4 separate regions of the Zea mays genome follow, and regions 2, 3 and 4 are each linked to region 1. Evidence: chromatin contacts called from public Hi-C data. All regions are on one chromosome and are shown on one strand. Each heading gives the region's core, a stretch centred on a gene start, on an enhancer-like site or on the middle of the called end of the contact. The rest is flanking DNA. Distances are from core to core; before and after follow the strand shown.

Region 1 (4,847 bases), core at 1,185-3,684:
GATGGCATTATCTGTTACTGTATGTGATATATAGTAATGGTGTAGTTCATTACCAGCTTCAGAGGTCCATATTGCTGGGGAACAGAGAGCTTCAGTTCTTCATTCCAGACAGGATTCAGGTTGCCATTGATTACTGAAGTTTGTGCTTTCTGCAATCAACAAGAGGGCGCTGTAATTTGATAACAAAGTATATGTTTATTTTGTTGTGATTCTAACAAAACGACCAAAATTACCTGTTGCCCAAGTGTCAGGACGACATAAGGGTCACTGCTTGACATATCCCTGATGGCTAGGTTGGTGCCTCCAATCACCTTGACATTCAATATTCCAATGAACTCGATCATGCCGACCTGCAAAAACGAAAAAAAAGAATCACTACACCCAAATACCGGGCAACAAATTAGTGACCATACATATAGTAAATGTTCAATTTGGGCAGCCATACTTGACTCTTGGAACCATCAGAATGAGAAGCATTTCCGGCATGTTTTCCAGAGTCACTAGGCTGATGAGAAACAATGCGCAAGCTTGGCTTCAGAAATTCCTGCAGCTCATATTTAGACCTGAAACAATGGAAATACATACTTCGGTAGCTGACAACTTATGACAGGGAGAATATGGATCACGCGCTTCAATAAAAATGCCTTCTGCAGATCAAGCTTGGAAAGAAAACAAGTAGACACCAATCTTCAAAGAACTTGGCAAAATTTCTTGTGTCCATTGGGAAAAAAAAATCGTTTCCAGATAACCACAAACCTGATGAATTTTTCTCGCTCTTCCTGGGTAGAATCTGAATGTGGCTTCTGGTAGCCCTCTGGTATAAAAGCCTCATATATTGCGTTTGCCTGAGAATTCCCACCAACTTCTATCATGGAGTCAACTTCACTGTCAGACCACTTGTCCAGTGTCACTGACAGAACCTGTGTCAGATAAACATTAGGTTCATTATATGTATTAAGGACGATATTACCATGGAGTAATACTGCAGACTAACAAACAATTGCATTTTGCATGTTGTATTGCTACCTGCAAAGATGGTATCATTGCTAGCAGACAGTAATAAACTCTAAAAACAAACAAAAAAAGGAAAGAAAAATAGAAAGAAAGAAACATGTAAGGTAATTTCTGGTTTTAGTGTGTGACTACAAAAACCTTTGAAATATGTGTACCGAGACTTCTATGGACGCCAGAACATTTTACGCAAATGAATACCCCAATATTAGCTGATCTGCAAAGATAAACCTCAGTTATTTGTGTTTCTCCAGCCACAAAAGTTTGAAGCAAAGGCCTATGCATAGTATACAGACCTGGTTATGTTAAAAAGAAAAGAATGGGGAACCAAACAGAGGATTTTCCAAATTATATTGCAAGGTTATGCATGATTTATTATTGCTCTACATGTTCTACTCATATGTCTTCCACAAATGCATTGCCAGCTGCCAGGGCTGATATCCAAATGGGAGAAAAGACAGAAAGTTCAAGCAAACTGAAATTGAGCACATGGTGACCTATTCATGCTCACACAAATACTTACGCCCATTTGGGATCAGATGCACCACAGTCAGCACAAATGTGGTTTTCACTCTTTTGCAACAACTCCTTCAGTTTCGCCATCTTAGCTGGAAGGCAAAGGTGAATGTGAGTTCATAATATAAGCGAAGCTGCTGTGACCTTAATACATAATATAAGTATACTTGATAGAGAAAACTAGTGGCTGTACCATAAATGTAGCAAAAAGTGTCAAAAATTGGAAAGCCTTCAGGGAAAAAATTGCACTTGTGTTTTCGGCAGATCGTGTGTGCATTATCACGAACATATATGTATTTGCTCAAGGTTGCTACAGAATATTCCAGTGCGAGCACCAGGAATTTGTGCCATGCCACTCCGAGGTGGTCACAGAAAGCCATTTACGCATACCTGAGGTCGCAGTGTCACCATGCCCACTCATCTTGGGTGCAAGAAAGCTCGGCCGCAAATGCGTCAAATCGTACTCAATCCTGCCAAATGGATGTTGAGCACGAAAAAAACGTGAATAAAAGAAGCATGTAAATTCCAAAGTTTGAAGAATACCGTTGGGATTACTGAAAGCGGAGAGTACTTGCTTCCAAATTCCTAGCCAACGTGGCCACGCAATGCGTAGATTTTACTGTGAATTGGGACCAAGCGCAGGTGGCAGCCCAATTACTCAGAGAAGAATCGCGAATCGCAAGTCTACACAGCGCCAACTACCCCATGCGATTCAGCATCGGAGAAATCAGGAGCCCAAACGAACGCGATTGATGGGGACGAATGCGCCACAGATCAGGGGTACCCAAATGATGAAAGAAGTGTATAATTGCTTACCGAGAGAGAGCGACTGCCGGATCAGCTCCGACTCCTTTGCCCCTTCCTACGCGATGGGTTCAGGATGCAGCTCTGAGAGCCCGAGATCTTCCTCCGCTCCCTCCGTTCACCTCCCCTTCCCTCCCCTCTGATCACTAGAACTAGAACAGGTGGTCCACGTGGCCTGGTCGGCTGTTCACACGTGCCACAGGAGGCTGACGGTCTGGCCCATGTGCAGGGTTTTTTTATTATTCTCGGGGCAAATTGCAAACTTGCAAGACTACCATTTTCCTGCGAAAACGGACAAAAAATCCGGTTTCATATACGATATTCTGTTTTTATCCATACGTTTTCGTATTTGTGGAAAAAAAAACGATAACGAAACGGGATGTTATCTTATGTATATGTAATTTCGTGGTTTATGATTAAAGAATGTTGATGAAAAAAGTATTGCCTTTGCGCAACATGTTGATCTTTAAAAACATATGTTTTTTTTTGCTAACTTTTAAACTTGTGAAGTTGTTATTTATAGTGTCCTAAACTCTTAATATTGGAGTTTGTTGAGTGATTGCATAATATTGTATATTTCGGACAAAGTTTTCGGTTACTATCCGTTTTTGTTATATATCCATTCGTTTTAATCCGTTTTTGTGTAATCATATATTGCACAACCGTTTTCGTTTCTGGCACCGCTCCCGCTTCCGCTCCCGTTTTCAATAAAAAATATGGTAACATAAATATGAGTGGAGTTTTTCCGATCGTTTTGGTTCAATTCATCCCTAATTGTGACGTTCATGCCCCATCCCACCCCAAAACTTTTCTTTAAACACTGGCGCTAAGAAATCCGAAAGAATTCGGATGTTTGCCACATGACGTAACACCGACATTGGCACTTTGTCAGTAAGTTTATTGCAATTTGATTTTGTGTCTTTGATGCGCGATGACGTGGTTATATAGAGTTTAAGGTCCCTCGCGATGTAACATGAATTCTAAAAGGTTGTATCTGGAGATGCCATTGAGGTCCCGATTTAGAATTAATCTATTAAAAGATAGGAATATAAACGAGTAAACAAGGACATAGAAACATTTTTCATCCCCGTTTTCTATGGGTATTAGTTAAGCTTGCACGTGACGATGTTTTCGTGTAATAGTTAATGATATAAATAAATAATTACTTTGTCAAGAGATCTCTTATTTTACACATATATTCATTTTAATGTACACATAATAATTTTTACATCTAATCTAACAATGTATATAAGTAACAATATTTTACATTAATAACAAAAAACACACGTTCTAATTTTAATTGAAGTGAGGATGAGGATCCCGTCGGCCTCGCGAGGTCGATGATGGAGAATAAAATGTCTCCCACAAGCGTCCATTGAGATCCCCGCTGAGAAATTTCATCCGGGAACGAGAATGAGAAGCTATTCCCCAACAGGGAATTTTACGTTGCCATGCCTAGTTGTATCCAACCCTAATATAACACCCTGAATTTAGGGGTATAAAATTTTTTCTTCAATATCTACCAAATTCAGATGTTACCTCTTGTCTCTCTCTAGACTTCTCCTCCCTTTTTATTAGAATGAGGGATTAACTATTTATTTAATATAGCAAAATCTATGTGAGTCATGAAATGTTGCATCGCGCTGAGCCTAAATTATTTTTTTTGTTTGATGCACATGTTTGAATTATTTGAATTGAACTGGGTTTGAATTTGATTTGAAATCCATAGAGAAAATTAAAAAGAAAAGCATTTGGAAACTTCTAGGAAAATAGGAAAACCGTCTTTGGCCCGTTAAGACCAGCTCCGCCCAGCTGCCCCCCCCCCCGCTCCGCCTGACAGGTGGGTCCCACCAGTCAGCATCAGCCGCGCTCGCACACTCTCTTTCTCTCTCCCTGCCCGGTGGGGCCGACTGTAACACCCTGAATTTGGGGTATAAAATTTCTTTTCTAAAATCCACCAAATTCAGGTGTTACTCTCTCATTTCCTTACTTTCCTTCTTTTTTTTCTAAATAATGAAGAGTTATTTTATTATATATATAAGTTTTAGCGTAGTAAAATAGAATCCTAGAGAAGCTTCGATTGTTGCATTCATGCCATTGCATAGTGTTTGAGTGCAAATTATTATCGTAACAGGTTAAAATATATCGAGGATATTCCCAAGAGTTGTTGGAATCCTCGGAACGTTTCCTCGGGTATTAAATATGAAATTGATTTTTTTTCTAATATTATTTAAATAACTAAAATTTAGCATTTGCGAAAAACTATAAAATTCTGGAAACTCGATAATATATGTATATATTTTCCTCTCATCGAGTCCGTTCTAGATCTCATATCCTTTTCGCGGGATCGTTAAAACATCTCTCCTCGCAAACGTCGTGCTACTCGTGTCTACCCCGTCGTCTATCCTTGGCGTCTACCCTCGGTATGTTACCCTGTCTAATCCTATGTCTATCCTCCATCTAGCTTCGCTTTCGTCTACCGTTGGTACTCCCAGTCGTCGCTTCACACAATTACT
Region 2 (4,847 bases), core at 1,724-4,223, 790 kb after region 1:
GTGTGACCAGGTGTGTCTTGTGTGTTTTATTATCTTATTTTTTTCTTCTTAATGTAATGATGCATAGCGATCATGCGTGTTCAAGAAAAAATATATATACCTTACTGAATGCAACAAAGTAGAGACATTAGTATACCATGATTAGTTCTAAATCTCAGGTAAACACATACCATAAGTGTAGTATTTTATTTTTGCCATAGACATAAAGAATTAGACTGGAAAAATTTATAAAATTGACATATTATGTCAATTTCCTGCGCTAAAGAAATAGACAAAGTGAACTTTGAACAGTAGATATTTTGTATTGTGTCAAGGATACTGCTTCAGACACTGCAGGGTCATTTAGAAGATAAACAAGGCACAGGAAGACAATAAACTCGTTGAACTTCATGCCCATATGTTCATATATGTCACATGCCTCAAAAAGATCTTTTATCTCCTCATCAGTTGATTCGATACCCAAATTTTGGAAACAACGCTTGAGTTCCAGTTGATCTATTTCACCATTGGAATCTTCATCTGCATAAATGCAAAACAACGTTTGTCAAAACACTATAAAAAGGTTTGCTGAAACACCTAAAGTCAAGGATGAGAGACAATTGATGGTCAGTATTTACATTTCATTTAGACAGGGAAAGTCTGGATTCTAGACCAGTTCATGCAGATGGCAACAAATTTCTCACATTAATGTCAAAGCATGTCTCAGAAGCAAGTAAAATGGGACAGAACTTGGGGAGATCTATATTGTGCTCAGTTATTTTAATGGATTGAAATCTACAGGTGCATTTACCTTAAATCTGCCAAAAAGAGCCATAACCAAGAGGGATGTGTTAAATTTCATGTGGTGGATTTCGCCTGAATTCACTCCTTGGCATAATGCAATGCCCAGGATCACGTGTTAAATTTGGAGAAAGATAACTGTTATATGCATGAGGCATTTATCTGACCTCATTAGACCAAAGGCAGTATGAGACTTTGGTGCCTATAAACCCAGTGAGCATGCATTGTGTGGTGGCACCAGAGTTTGAAGAATGTGTTCTACGTGAAGCTCTGCTATTTGGAAAATATATTTGCTTTTCGTTGGATTATCAAAACAGGTGGAACCTCATTTCATTTAGCTGGACTCAAAACAATTTGTTTATGTTAGTGTTGGGGGCCTTCGGCTTTCGAAGTTCCTCAAAAACATGATTTGACAATATTTTTCAAGTGAAATATGTGAACAGGTATCTTCGGAATCGGGTCATGAGTATACAAGAGCATGGTCAGGACGAAGCCTGAGCGAGACGAAAGGTGATTATGACGAAGGATAAGGTGATCACGAAGCTGTGCGCAGAAAAGCTTCGGCATGACAGCAGAGAAGGGGAACCGACTTAAAGATAAAAAGGCAAATTAGACCTCGAAGAATTACTATAGAGTTATTGATAAATGTAAAGGGCATGAATGTAATTCTACATGGGCTGCGTCCCTTGCCTATAAATAGATGAACAGTACCCCCGTACTGTTCACGCTGACTTGGCATTCGCTTTTTACATCACGCCTGTACCCTTACTTTCCGTCAAACCGAAGATACATTTATAATTTGTTATTCTAGATATGGTAATGCAAATAAAAATAAGTTGATGATAATGTTTATATTATTTTTCGTATTTCGTATATGAATTCTTCCTTATCATTTATTGTGCTTACGAAGGTTTTTTCCTTCACAACCTTCGTCCGGAATTCATTATATCCGAAGGGACATAATGTCTTGAAGGACGAAGGACTTTAATATTTAACACTTTTTATGTTGCCTTGTTCTTAACTCTTAGCATTTGAGAACAAGTCCCCAACAGTTAGTTTTATCCAGTAGTTATACATCAGATGAAGTAAAAATAAACTATAATTCAAAAACAATATTGTAGAATAAAGACTACCCAAAGTTCATAACTTGTTCAGGGCTACCTCTAAATAAATTTACATATTTCAACTATACATCAAGTTTTATGTGAAGTTTTGACATTTAAATGCACGGTACCATAGTGTTGGTTCAGATAAAGGGGTAAAGCTCACCAAATTCCTGGAAGATAGTCCTGCAGTTTCTCAAACTCTCGTCGATTTTAGGAAATTTCATGATGACACTATTGAATGATTTCACAGAGGTTCCTTTTAATGCCCTCTGTTGCATAGCGTCAACCATCTTTTTCTCTAACTTCGATGCTGGTGAGCTGTGCCTAGGCGAGTCCCCACTAATTATACCTCCCATTTCGGCAATTTTGACGATCTTGTATGGTGCAAAACCTCCTTGCCTGGAGACATAAATAATATTCATGGTGAGAAATTACAAATTAGCAATATCCACTGTAGCCTAGATTTGAGATGAATCTAGTACGGCCACAATGAAAGGCAGTGACCTCAAAAACCATAAAAGACAGTTTGAGACATGATTTATATAAGAGATGAAATAAAGACACCTAAGAATCATGGTGCTAAGAACAAGATCTTGTCCTTATAAATGTAACAAGTTATTTACATAGTAAATCTAACCTATATCAATCAAATTCAGTCGAAAACAGGTAACGATGGAAGCACCATGCATTAAAAATGGGTAACGATTAACCAGCAGATCAGAAAGATCATTAGAAAGGAACTTGAGAATTCAGGTGCCCACAGCAGCGAAAACATCAATATTCCACGGCACAAAATGAACGGATCTCCTTACCGAGGACAAATCCAACTCCGGATGGATCACCGGCACTCACTCCACCAGCAGGGTCGAGTGGCGATCGACGGGGGACGCAACACCTGGGGGCAGGGGGCTGGACCGGGAAGGCAGGCGCGTGTTGCGCATGCGGTGGGACGTGAGAGGGGAGGAGGAGAGGCTACGCTCGCGGGGATCTGGTGGTGGAGTGGATGGGATGGGAATGCGGATGGGATCGAGAGGAGAAGCAGATGCGTGTTCGGCGCCGAGGGCCGTGGGCAGCCTACGACTACTGCGAGAGCAGGCGCCCGGTGAAACGCATGCGCGCGGCGCGCGAAACGCCCGCGGCGCGCCAACTCCATCCAACACGCGTTCCTCCTGCTGCTGATGTCAGCATTGCACAAATATTCCAAAATTTTCTTTTAAACTTTATTAGGTTGTGGCCAGCACACCATGTACAATATTTTGCACTGTACTATTTATAAAATACAATTTAAAATAGAAGATAAGATATACAAGGCTAGCACAAACAACATTAGCGAGCACCCACTAGCGAGCATCCTAGTCTCAAAATAGTATAAGGCATGGAGGTATTTTAAATTTTAAACATTATTATATGTTGATCAACAAATGCTCTAATTATCTATATCTCTACTCTCTACTAGGCATGGAGGTATTTTAAATTTTAAACATTATTATATGTTGATCAACAAATGCTCTAATTATCTATATCTCTACTCTCTACTATACTTAAAACACCAGTTTAGCAGTGCAAGAGGTGGGGTTTGAACTCACACCGTGAAGCAAGAAGGGTGGGAGACACTAGACAAATCTGTCGAACCAGTAGAACATCATGCTCAAATGTTTATAATATTGAATATAAGTTGTAAATATGTATATGTGATTTTTTGTAAAATAAAAAAAAATAATCGTGTCGGGTCGGATCAGCACTACGGCCTGAGGCTACGGCCCAAGCACCGCACGACGCTCGTGCCGGGTTGGCCTAGGCACTATATATTAAATGGGTCATGCCTCGGGCCGGCTCGCCAGACACGACATATTTGGCCATCTATACCTCCGCACGATAATGATGGTCCTCGCCTCAGTTGCCACTACCTCGTTCGCCATTCTACTTCTTTTCTCTCTCCCCTCATGCCTCCACCTCTGCGCCACCCCATTCTCGGCCGAGGGCGCAGGAGCATGCGCCTCCTACCCGTATTCGTCCGACACCAGCCTCGACACCGATTCGCGCAGTGGCTATTGCACGTCCACGAGGATGTTTCACATCATGCGTGCACCATCATTTTCGCCGTCGTCGGACATCCCGTTCGTGTTCCCGGCCTTCGCTCTGTTCTTCCTCCCCAACCTACTGCCCCCGCCCACGGTCACAGCCGTGAGCCGACCGACACTCGTTGACGCGGGTATGACGCGAGTCGGTCATGCTCCTAGCCTTTCTCCGTGCGTGCCGTCGAGGAGGACATGGTGGCGCCTGCTACGCTTAGGTTATCTTGGCGATGAGGAGTCCAGGTCTGAGATATTGGACAACCAAGGCCCATAGCGTGGCATAGGTTATCTTGGCGATGAGGAGTCCAGGTCTGAGATATTGGACAACCAAGGTCCATAGCGTGGCAGGAGTCGGCATATGCTACGGAGTTGGTGGGGGTGTTGTGTCGCTTCGGCGGGTCCAGTGATGGAAGACACTCGCATTCTCTCACCCTTCTCGGATTGACGCCTGGTGCGGAGACAATCAATAAAAAACCTTAAGATCTTTTTGGTGGATAATTTACGTGGATATTGTTGTAAGCCGTCGCAAAGCACAGGTAACCAACTAGTCTAAGATAAAACTAACATTAAAGTGAAAGTGCCACGCCACTGTAGCAAAATTATAAATTCTTCATACTATATGTGATAAATATTAGTCAATTTACTAACAGAAGATTTGGGCACCCTGGTGCCAATGCACCAAGGAAACATAACATGACGTCGGCTCTCATCTTTTGAAACGTTTTTTTTCTGACAGGCCATCGTATGAAAAGTTGATACTACATGAGGTTACTTTATTTTATTAATTAGAAAATTTTCTAATGATAAATTTTTTATCAATAATTATATATTAGTAGACAACGTGTATTTGTGCTATAAAGGGACAAAAAAGTTTTGTTGCAAGGTG
Region 3 (4,847 bases), core at 1,576-4,075, 710 kb before region 1:
CCAATTTCTAAAATTTTGTAATATTATTTTCTATCAGCTAGAGTCTCTGTTTTGACATGAAAATAGTAAGAAAAATAATTTCTCACTCCATCCTATTTTAAACACATAAAACCTTTGAAAATCCATAACTTAAAATCTATAACTCCGAAAATTATGATTTCTGTTCCTAGGATTTTATTTTAATTCCTAGATTATTATTGTGTAGTTTGTTTACATGTTTGGTGTGATGTTGATTTCTCTATATACTGTGCTTGTTTGTATTGTGGCGAGTAGAAGAGCCCGTGAATGAGGATCCTGGTGAGCAGCAGATAGAAGTAGCTGAGCAGGAGCTCATTGAAGGCAAGTTGTGCCCTTGACCACTTTTTACCCAATAATGTTCTTTAATATCATTTATTCATGCATAGGTTAATTTTGATGGGACCCAATAGGTTACCCTAGATTGTTTATCTCATTACCTTGTTTACCCCTGAATCATTTGGGTAGTTTGCTATTGCTTTACATGGATTTGGGATAATTATTTATCATATCTATGTTCCAGTTATTTTGTTATTCTATTTATGTTCATGTCAAGATCATTAATCTTAATTGGAACATAGAGCTTAACTTGAGAAACACGTGCCACCACAAGGGTTTATGGACGCCCTTGGCTGATTAATTAGAAAAGCTAGTGGATGACTACCTTACCCGAAAGGGGCAAGGACAGTAGGGGAGTGGTCAATGTAGGGAGGTCCTTGGTTGATTTTGCTGCGATGGCGGTCAGGCAAGAACCCTGCATTGGAGCTTCCTATAAACTGTAGCGGGTTTTCTGAAGCTAGTGGAACTTTGTAAAGGCCTCGTAGTGTTACCCTGCCTTGCCTCCTCGGTAGAGGTGTATGGGAAGTCGCGATCCCTTGGCAGATGGGTAACTTGACTTGTGGGTAAAGGGTACAACCTCTGCAGAGTGTAAAACTGGTATACTAGCCGAGCTCACGGTCATGAGCAGCTCAGGACTCTCTGATGATTAAATTATGGAACTTAAATTCAATTTTGTCATTTGCATATGCATGGGTTTATTATTAATTTTGTTCTATTATTTATTAAGGTTTGGTATTTACTTACATCTAGTAATTGCTAATAAAAGTTTGACCAACATTAAAAGCAATGCTCAGCTTTAACCATTCTCTTTGATAAGCCTTACACTCCATGAGCTCCCACCTTTGGTGAGTTCATGTCATATTATTCCCCACAACTTGTTGAGTGATGAACACGTGTGAGCTCACCCTTGCTGTCTCACACCCCCACAGGAGAAGAGCAGGTGGTTCAGGAGGAGCCACAAGGCGAGGAGTTTGATCTGATCTAGGTGGCGTTTCTCAGTTGACATTGGCGCTGACGATCCTTAGTTCGTTTTATGTTTATCCTTTTATTTTGTAATAAGTCTTCCGCTATGTAATAAGTACTCTGATGTTTTGTGACATTTATCTCTATACACTCTGTTATTATATATGTTGTCTTCTTGGCGCATGTATGAGATGTACCTGGCTTTGTTCCTTAAAGCCGGGTGTGACAGAAGTGGTATCAGAGGAAATGTTGACTATAGGACGAAACCTAGATAGAAATGGACAGACCCTTTCCTACTTACCTTACTCTGACTCATTCTATACTCATCTCATCTTGATCTTGTCTCACCTTTTGTTGTTCTACTCTGATCATTCTTACCTCCTCTATTCTAAGACAAGATGGATTTCACACCTTGGAGTCCTACCACTATGATCTTTTAAGAGATAGGGAACCCAAGACAAAATTTAAAACTGTTTTCTTTATTTAAAAAAATGATTGGTTGATTGTGTTGATGATAAATGCCTGATTTGCTTCTTTGATTGATTGAATTATTATAGATGGACATCTTAGCATGTACCACCATAAGGTATTGAATTAGCTATGGTAGGGAAGATATTAATCTGCTTAGCTAATAAAATCCCCCAAAGTAACCTGATTTGTAAATACCTGCCTTGTCTACTATTCTCTTACCATATGTATCTAACTCAGATGGTCAATACCAGGCGGGGTGGTGGAATTGATTTACCTCCCAATCGACACACTCGGAGGATATTTAGACAACCCCCCACAGGAGAAGAGCAGGTGGTTCAGGAGGAGCCACAAGGCGAGGAGTATGATCTGATCTAGATGGCGTTTCTCAGTTGACATTGGCGCCGACGATCCTTAGTTCGTTTTATATTTATTCTTTTATTTTATAATAAGTCTTCCGCTATGTAATAAATACTCTGATTATTGTGACATTTATCTCTACACACTCTGTTATTATATATGTTGTCTTCTTGGCGCATGTATGAGATGCATCTGGCTTTATCCCTTAAAGCCGGGTGTGACACTCACCGTTTTGATTCGAAGGCCACCTTCATTTTCTCTTAACTGTATACCTGAAACATATTTATTTATACCGAACTAAGACGAGTTGAGAACCTTCGGCAAAGCAGATCCCAACAATTGACTTAGTCCGGTGTCCCGTTCTAGTACTCCCGTCCTAGTATTTGGTTTGTTTGAAGTTTATTCCGTACTCATACTTTCATACATTAATGACTCGAACTAATTACCCGTAAAGATATTATTACAAGAAAAAGAGAAACGGTTTATAGCAAAAAACAAAAAAAGAGGGCAGAAAACAGGCCGATACTTTCCCATGAGTGCTCCTATCAGTAGGAGTAGGCCCGTTGGTTCTCGCTGGGCCTACTGGGCTGGCTGATCGAGCCGGTCTAACTACCTCTCCCGTTCACCTCCCACTGCCGTTTACCTCACGCTCTCTCGTGGTCGTTGCTTCCTGGCGGCGGCGCCGCCCTCTTCGTCGGGCCATTCACCGGCGACGAGCATTCATCTGGTACTCCCTTCCCGTATCTTCACCTTCATAGCTGTGCGAAATGGACTACCCCAAACCCTAAATGTTAAGCTATGAGTATCCAGATCTGACGCAGTTACATGCATATGTATTATAATTGTACACACAAACTTCGTTTTTTTCGCAAAAAAAGGATTTATCGCATGCACATCATATGTCCACCGATGTCCTGTACTGGATCCTCCCCTGCATTTGAATAGGTGACCTTGAGCTCTCTCCTGAATATCGGTGTGCTCCCACGCAGAACACAGAAACTGGGAGACTGAAAAGTGGGTGGGGGGTTCGTATGAAAGGGACACATTTCTGGCACAAGTTATTATGTTTTCTATTTGTGTAAATGGGATACCTTAAAAACTTGTAAAATGGCCACTCTAATCCCGAATGGCACCTACTGCCTTTGTAAATCTATGTACTCGATCCCATTTAAACTATCATGTATCCATGTTTATGATGCTTATTGTATCAGCGTGCTTCATTCAGAGTGGACTGTGAAAGTTTTTCATCAAGTCTCATTTAGTACTGATTGATACTAGTTTGTTATGTTTCAGGAGGAGAGCATCACACTCATCTAACTGATATTAGGATGAGTCTATGTACAATAGCACGCCGACTATGTCTTTCAAAACCATCCTCTGTGAATCGTCTTTCAGTAATTTGGGCTCATCTATACAGCACCGAGGCTGCAAAGGACACGGGTGCTAAGAAGTACAAGTACCCTGATGTATACGACCCATACGGGCCTATGTCGCTACCGTCAGAGAAAGTTGTGGATCTAGCTGACCGCATCGCTGCTCTCCCTCCTGAGGAGATCAAACAGATTGCTCCAGCCCTTCTATTCAGACTGAACCAAGAGCCGCCACAGGCTATCTCCGGCCAGGGTTTCAGTTTTGGTGCTCAGGGTGGTGCGGGGGTCGGTGCCGGAAAGGCTGAGGAAAAGAAAGCTGAGAAGACAGTCTTCGATGTCAAGTTGGAGAAATTCGATGCTGCTGCAAAGATCAAGATTATCAAGGAGATCAGGACCTTTACGGATTTGGGGCTGAAGGAGGCAAAGGAGCTAGTGGAGAAGGCCCCAGTCATTCTGAAGCAATCGCTCACAAAGGACGAAGCAGAAGCAATCATAGGGAAGATAAAGGCAGCTGGCGGTGTTGCTGTCATGGAGTGAACGAAGGGATGACCATCTCGACACAACACACTTTTATTTCCTATTTTTGTTGCCATGATCAAGCATTTGAATTGCACATTGCAGTGCCTTTATGCTGATGGAGAAAATAGTTTACATCTACGTTGGTAACCAAGGCGAGAGGGAAACTAGAGATTTAGTTGCTATGATGATATTCATGACTTGTTCTAGAATAAGCAGTTCTTTGGGCTCTACACAACTTATTTGGTGGAGTGAATGGATGTTGCCATCAGGGCCAATACCATGAATCTGATGTTCTTGTTGTATCCTCTATGAGTTATGAACACTTCGCAGTTGCTTAGGTACCCTGATATATTCTCTATGTCAGTTACATTGCAGTGTAAAAAAAGTTCTGTTGTTGTAGATCTGGTATGGTTGGATTTAGTTTCCAGTAACAAAAACTTTGATTCAGTTGAAGTGTTCCTCATTACAAATTTGTAAAGCTGGATAAGCATTCGATGTCATTCATATCAACATACCAGTGGCGCAAGGACAACATCATTGCCTTGCCCTTCAAATTTGAACCCTATCCTGCATGTGACTCCCTCATTCCATCCTCCGTGCTTGGAGGAAGAAGCAAAAGTCAGTCCCGTCATCCTCGATGCTATTCCCTCCACTGTCCTCTTTTATCTCCGGCGGCGCACCAGGCTTGAAGACAAAGACTGCCTGCGCACCTGGTCCGGCGAAGAGCCAGTCGTGAACGTCCCAGATCACCTGCACCGGCGCCTGGTCGACGAGCAGCGTCTCGTTGCCCCGGAACTTCCACTGCAGGCTCTT
Region 4 (4,847 bases), core at 1,577-4,076, 700 kb after region 1:
CCCAAAGTTGATTTTTCCGTTATCCCTCCATGACCAGACTCATGCAAATGCATGTTTGCATAATTTCTTTATCCAACACAAGATGTGCATGGGCTTAAAGCTAGGATCTCGAGTCCGTGTTCTCGCTATTTAATCTGTGAGATTTTAGTTGTCATATTTCCATCTTAGACCATGCCCTTGTTCGATTGGCACAAGCTGATGTCCCTTATCCAGTTTACTTGTTCTTAAGGATCGCCATGTTGCTTTATCAACCTAACCCAGGAAAGACATGCCCGATCATTTTCTTGAGTTTGATGCCTTTGGTTTCCTCATATCTATCGAAGGCATATTAACTTAATCTTATGATTGTTTTCCCCTCCGTATCTAATCAGATACTAATCCTTGACCTTGTAATCTCTATGATGGGCATAGAAATATGCTTGGGGTTGAATTAACAGTCTCCCGTCATACTCCCTTCATCAACCAATTTAGGTTATGGCCATGTCTTGTTCATTTCATCAGTCCATGATCTACTTGGCTCTCTACTTGTAATTATTCTTACAGGTGGAGTCTCTTTATATATTGTTACCCTTGCTCAATCCATTTGTGCCACGTAAGATTTCCTATTAATTACGTCTGGCAATGGTGTTATGACTAAAACCGATGGCACCGCGATGAAACCGAGGGCCTCCTGTGGGTGCACACACATGGTTGCACTACTTGGCACGCGCTGGTATCACAGTTAGTAGTCATAATCCATTATGAGACTATATCGATATGTTGTCTCTGCACAAACTATTCTTACCATGTGAGATTCATTATTGGTGCCAGTTCGATAATGGTGTCTCGATTAATGAATTATGGTACCGCCGTGAAACTGAGAGCCCCTTGTGAATGTACACGCAAGGTTATACTGCTTAGCGCATGTTGGTACTGAGGTCTCTAGTCATGATCCATTGTGGAACTACACTGATGTGTGATCTTCCGTGGACTCCTCCCTTGAAACAATTTTTTGTGCTGTTTGCTGAAACAATCAAACAACCTATGCCATCACTATTGGATCAAAAGAGTATATAACTCTGATGTGTTCCTTAAGTAAAGTTCTTACCAATTCAGAAGTCTTCATTAAAAATGGAGATTGATTTTCCCTGCTGCTCAGATGCAGGAATTTGTTCATTCGCTCTCTTATTTAATCCATGTATTCCCTAACCAAGTCAGTTCATCTCGCATGAAGAAATGGATGAACAACTTGACCAAATGGATTTCTACCCAAATGCATGTCCTTTTGCTAGCAAATGTGAACTCTTAACCCTTGGCTTACCGATAGTACTAACAGGACCTGCTCAATGTCAAAGGTAGTTAAACAAGTTGGTTTACTAACTTGTAGCTACATTGTGAACAATGGTTGAGTTTAGAGATCGTTTTGTCGAGTTGTTTAAACTCACTTTTGTACAACCCCTCTTAAGGAAGTGTTTATAAGAATCAAGATTAAGTCAGCCAATAACCACCTAATTATCGCTCTAGTCATGCCTCGATCGCCTCACGTGTGCTTTTCCAGCATGTGTGATCAAGTCGAGCCATGCCTAGTGCTTGATAAAATGGATTAGACACGAAGTCAGCAATTACAGATCCTTTCGCTGGTGATTTTTCGAGTCTATCATTTTCTTGGACTTGGATTCTCTGGCTAACACGAGTTAACTATGATGTTGTTCGACATTCACACTCATCTCGTGTGCTATGAACTTACCGTGACCACTTGTTGGTAAACCTCTTTCTATGTGTTTTACCCGAGAGGTTGCAACTAATTATATTTGGGTAAAGTCGCATATCTACCGCTCGCCCAACAGACTCAGATAGTACAGTGTCATCAGAAAAAGCAAACTGCACACATGGAACCTTATGTGTTCTTCTGGCAGACATCGTCTCTATTGTTGGACATCTCTAAATTAGCTTAAGGCGATATATGTTATGTCCACTAGAGAAACAACATCCTGAGGCACTCGCCTTCGCTCAGGACTGTCTTATGATTATCACTGATATGGACAGGAGTTACATTATTCTCTACTCTTAAAAGTCTTTCGTTCCGAATCTCGGGACGAGATTCTTTTAAGGGGGAGGGTTGTAACACCCCCGGTGTTTATCGTCTGCTCGACCACGAGTGCAGACTTTAACACATAATAGCGGCGAAATTTGTTTTGGTTCAACTAAATCGAATGTCTAATAAATATAGAACCAGATATCGTTGAGTTTGATCCGTCGACATCGGGCAAAAACTCAGCCTTGTAATTTTGCCCCAAGCCAATTTATTTAGAATTCGACGAATAAAGTTTTCAGCGCAAATTATCGAAGCCAAAATCAGTTTAATTCGGTATGTTATTTCTCGCCTAGATCCAAATCTTCAGATATAGCTAACTGGTAAAAATTCATGTGATTCCGAGAGTAATCACCAAATTAGATTCTATTTAAATTTTTGTATCCGATAGTATTTTAATCCAACCCATTTATGTCTCTTTTAAACCCTAATCCTAGAATACATATTTATCTGTGCTAATAAAAGGAAAAAAAAATCATTTTTCCCCTTTCTGCAAGCGCTCGGCTCTTGATATTTTCCCTCAGCCATTCAGCCGATGTACTCGTCTCTCTCTGTTCAGTTACGTGCAGTGGCTCAAATTTTTTTGGAGCAACCATCCTCATCCTCCCACTCTCTGATTTTTCAGTCGTCATCCTCATCTTCCCTTGCGTAGAAAAATCTGGTCGCCACTGTGCTTTGACTTGACAGCTGCTGCTGCTGAGGATTTTTTTTTTTTCTACGTGCGCTCTTATCCTCTCCACGCCACTCAGCGCCTGGGATATTTCCGTCGCCAGCGCTCCGTTCCTGCTCCCGTGCTGCCGCTCCTGCCCTCTTCCATGGCGCGTGCCCCATCTCCCTCCTCGCCCCTGGCCCCTCTGCTCGGAGCTCCCTCGCCATGGCCCTGGTCGACGCTCTGCCGGGCCGTGTCTGCCTTGGCTACCGCGCCCATGCCGAACTCTCTCTCCCTCGCGTCTTCCTTCCCCGCGCGCAGCTCGCCTTAGCTCCTGCTCCTTCAGGCTGGCTGCGCGCCCATCCCTCTGCTCGTTCTTCAGGCCGCCGCCCAGCCGAGATTCTCCCTCATCCCCATGGCGCGCTCCTCCTGGTACCGAGCTCGCCCATGGCCACGGGCTGCAGCTCGCCCCATCTCCCTAGCCCCCACGCGCGCGCAGGCTTCCTGCTCGCTCGGCTTCCCTCCTCTCCCTTCCCATGGCCGAGCTCTTCGCTGTTGTCCGTGCGCGCACGCCTGCTCCTCTGTCCGCCCATGGCCGCTGTTCCTTCCCTGGTTGCGGGCGTGCGGCCGGCGTCGAGTCGTCGGACTCATCCTTCCCTTGCTAGCCCATGGAAGCGTGCCCTGCTCCAACTAGGTCCGACCGTGGAGCTCTTCTCTGGTGCCAAGATGCAGTCTGTCTTTCTCAACTTCGCTCTAGCCGTCGGAGCAGTAGCCATGGCTTTCTGTCCTCGGTTTTGGCCGTCTCCTCTGCCTCCAATCTATGGCGCCATCGCGAGCTCGCCAGCCGCCGTTCTCCTTGCCTCCTCACCGGTCGTTGACCTTGCCTAGGCTATCACATCTTCTCGTGCTGTTGTGCGTTTGCTGATGTTTTAGTCATCGCCCAGCTCGCTGATGGCCAGTTCGTTCGCCTTCGATTAGCCCGCCATGACGCCGACGTCTAGCCCTGGCTCCAGTCTCCTCACCACGGAAGCACAACCGCTGCTCAGTGTGTTGATGCCGTATGTGTGGTGCTGTTGTGGGTTGTCGTCGTTCGTCTCCGCGTCGTGTGTAGCAACGTCGCCGATTCCTCCATGGTGCTTATCGTCGAACTTCGCTTCATCGGTCCAAAGTGCTCGACCACGCCTTGACCATGGACATCGTGCGTCCTCGTCACCACCATGGACACAACTTCTCTTCTGTCATTGTGGACACCCCGCTATCCTCGTGTGCCGGTCACCGTCTCTGAGCCTGATTCCGAGATATCGTGTGCCCTACTCCATCTCCCAGCCGTTCCCCGTGCCGTCGATCTGTGCAGCCTTGACGCGCCATCGTCGCTGATAGTTTGCATCTCCTACGTTGTGCCATCCTTGTTCCCTCTGGTCGCGACAACATCCTATTCCACCAGGTCGTCGGGCGCTACTCTCAACTCGCTATGAGGCTTGCTGGGCTTGCCATGTTTTAAAATGTAGTCAAAAATTTGCTTGCAACTGCGGTCTCGTCGTGTCCGTCGGTCTTCAACTTCAGTGATCACTATCATCTTCAACAACAACGTCGTCGTTGTCTCCTTGGTGCTCGTTGCCAACTCTGCTACCCTGTTCTTATCCGCTACCCGCTGAGTGCGTGATGAATAGTTTGAACTGGAGTTTGTCGTCATTCCTCGTCCTCGCCATGGACGAGTCTGCATCTCCGCATGCCGATGTGCCTAGACCGTCAGTCTCGCCCTTGCTGTTGAAAGCATCACCGACGTCCGCGGATAGGTGTGTAGGTGAGTGTTTGAAATATATGTTGTGATCAACGCCATTTTAGTATTCGTGTGGTGATTTACGTCTTTCCTGTGTTCATGTGTTATTCGTGATAATAAGATCATTGAATAAATTAATGGGTTGGTGTGATAATCATTTTCTTAGTATATGTGCGCTTAATAATTATGGCTAGATCTGTTCTCGGGTCGGGGTGTAGTTGTGCTATTGTGTGGCGAAATGAGGTACACCTGCTAGGTCGAACGATTAAATATCGTATTTAACTCATATGTTATACAAGTTAATCCGATGAAATGGCTTAGAAAGCTAGTTATAGTGTTTCTATTCA

Evidence for each region. A called contact is a pair of places that touch in the nucleus more often than the background predicts.
Region 2: a contact with region 1 is called in a Hi-C map of bundle sheath, with 3 times the contacts expected there. The contact joins the promoter of LOC100193164 here to the promoter of LOC100382772 in region 1. A contact is called at or near these places in 3 of 25 Hi-C or Micro-C datasets (bundle sheath, ear and tassel).
Region 3: a contact with region 1 is called in a Hi-C map of leaf, with 6 times the contacts expected there. The contact joins the promoter of LOC100216725 here to the promoter of LOC100382772 in region 1. A contact is called at or near these places in 4 of 25 Hi-C or Micro-C datasets (ear, endosperm and leaf).
Region 4: a Hi-C map of leaf shows a contact between it and region 1, with 7 times the contacts expected there. The contact joins the promoter of LOC100193585 here to the promoter of LOC100382772 in region 1. A contact is called at or near these places in 3 of 25 Hi-C or Micro-C datasets (ear and leaf).

What each region holds. Positions count from the first base shown.
Region 1 is chr5:121,036,523-121,041,369 of Zm-B73-REFERENCE-NAM-5.0, forward strand. LOC100382772 (putative calcium-dependent lipid-binding (CaLB domain) family protein) reads right to left here and starts at 2,435. Exons shown (of 9, transcript NM_001175481.1): 1 at 2,344-2,435; 2 at 1,918-1,997; 3 at 1,535-1,619; 4 at 1,153-1,228; 5 at 757-920; 6 at 446-563; 7 at 234-350; 8 at 54-149. The coding sequence starts at 1,948.
Region 2 is chr5:121,825,222-121,830,068 of Zm-B73-REFERENCE-NAM-5.0, forward strand. It overlaps LOC100193164 (calcium ion binding protein), which reads right to left and starts at 2,974. Exons shown (of 5, transcript NM_001138320.1): 1 at 2,699-2,974; 2 at 2,050-2,285; 3 at 320-519. The coding sequence starts at 2,242.
Region 3 is chr5:120,326,762-120,331,608 of Zm-B73-REFERENCE-NAM-5.0, forward strand. It overlaps LOC100216725 (Ribosomal protein L12/ ATP-dependent Clp protease adaptor protein ClpS family protein), which reads left to right and starts at 2,826. Exons shown (of 1, transcript NM_001143130.1): 1 at 2,826-4,316. The coding sequence starts at 3,474. The coding sequence ends at 4,052. It also overlaps the pseudogene LOC103626825.
Region 4 is chr5:121,737,192-121,742,038 of Zm-B73-REFERENCE-NAM-5.0, forward strand. LOC100193585 reads left to right here and starts at 2,827. Exons shown (of 1, transcript NM_001138692.1): 1 at 2,827-4,652. The coding sequence starts at 2,946. The coding sequence ends at 3,608.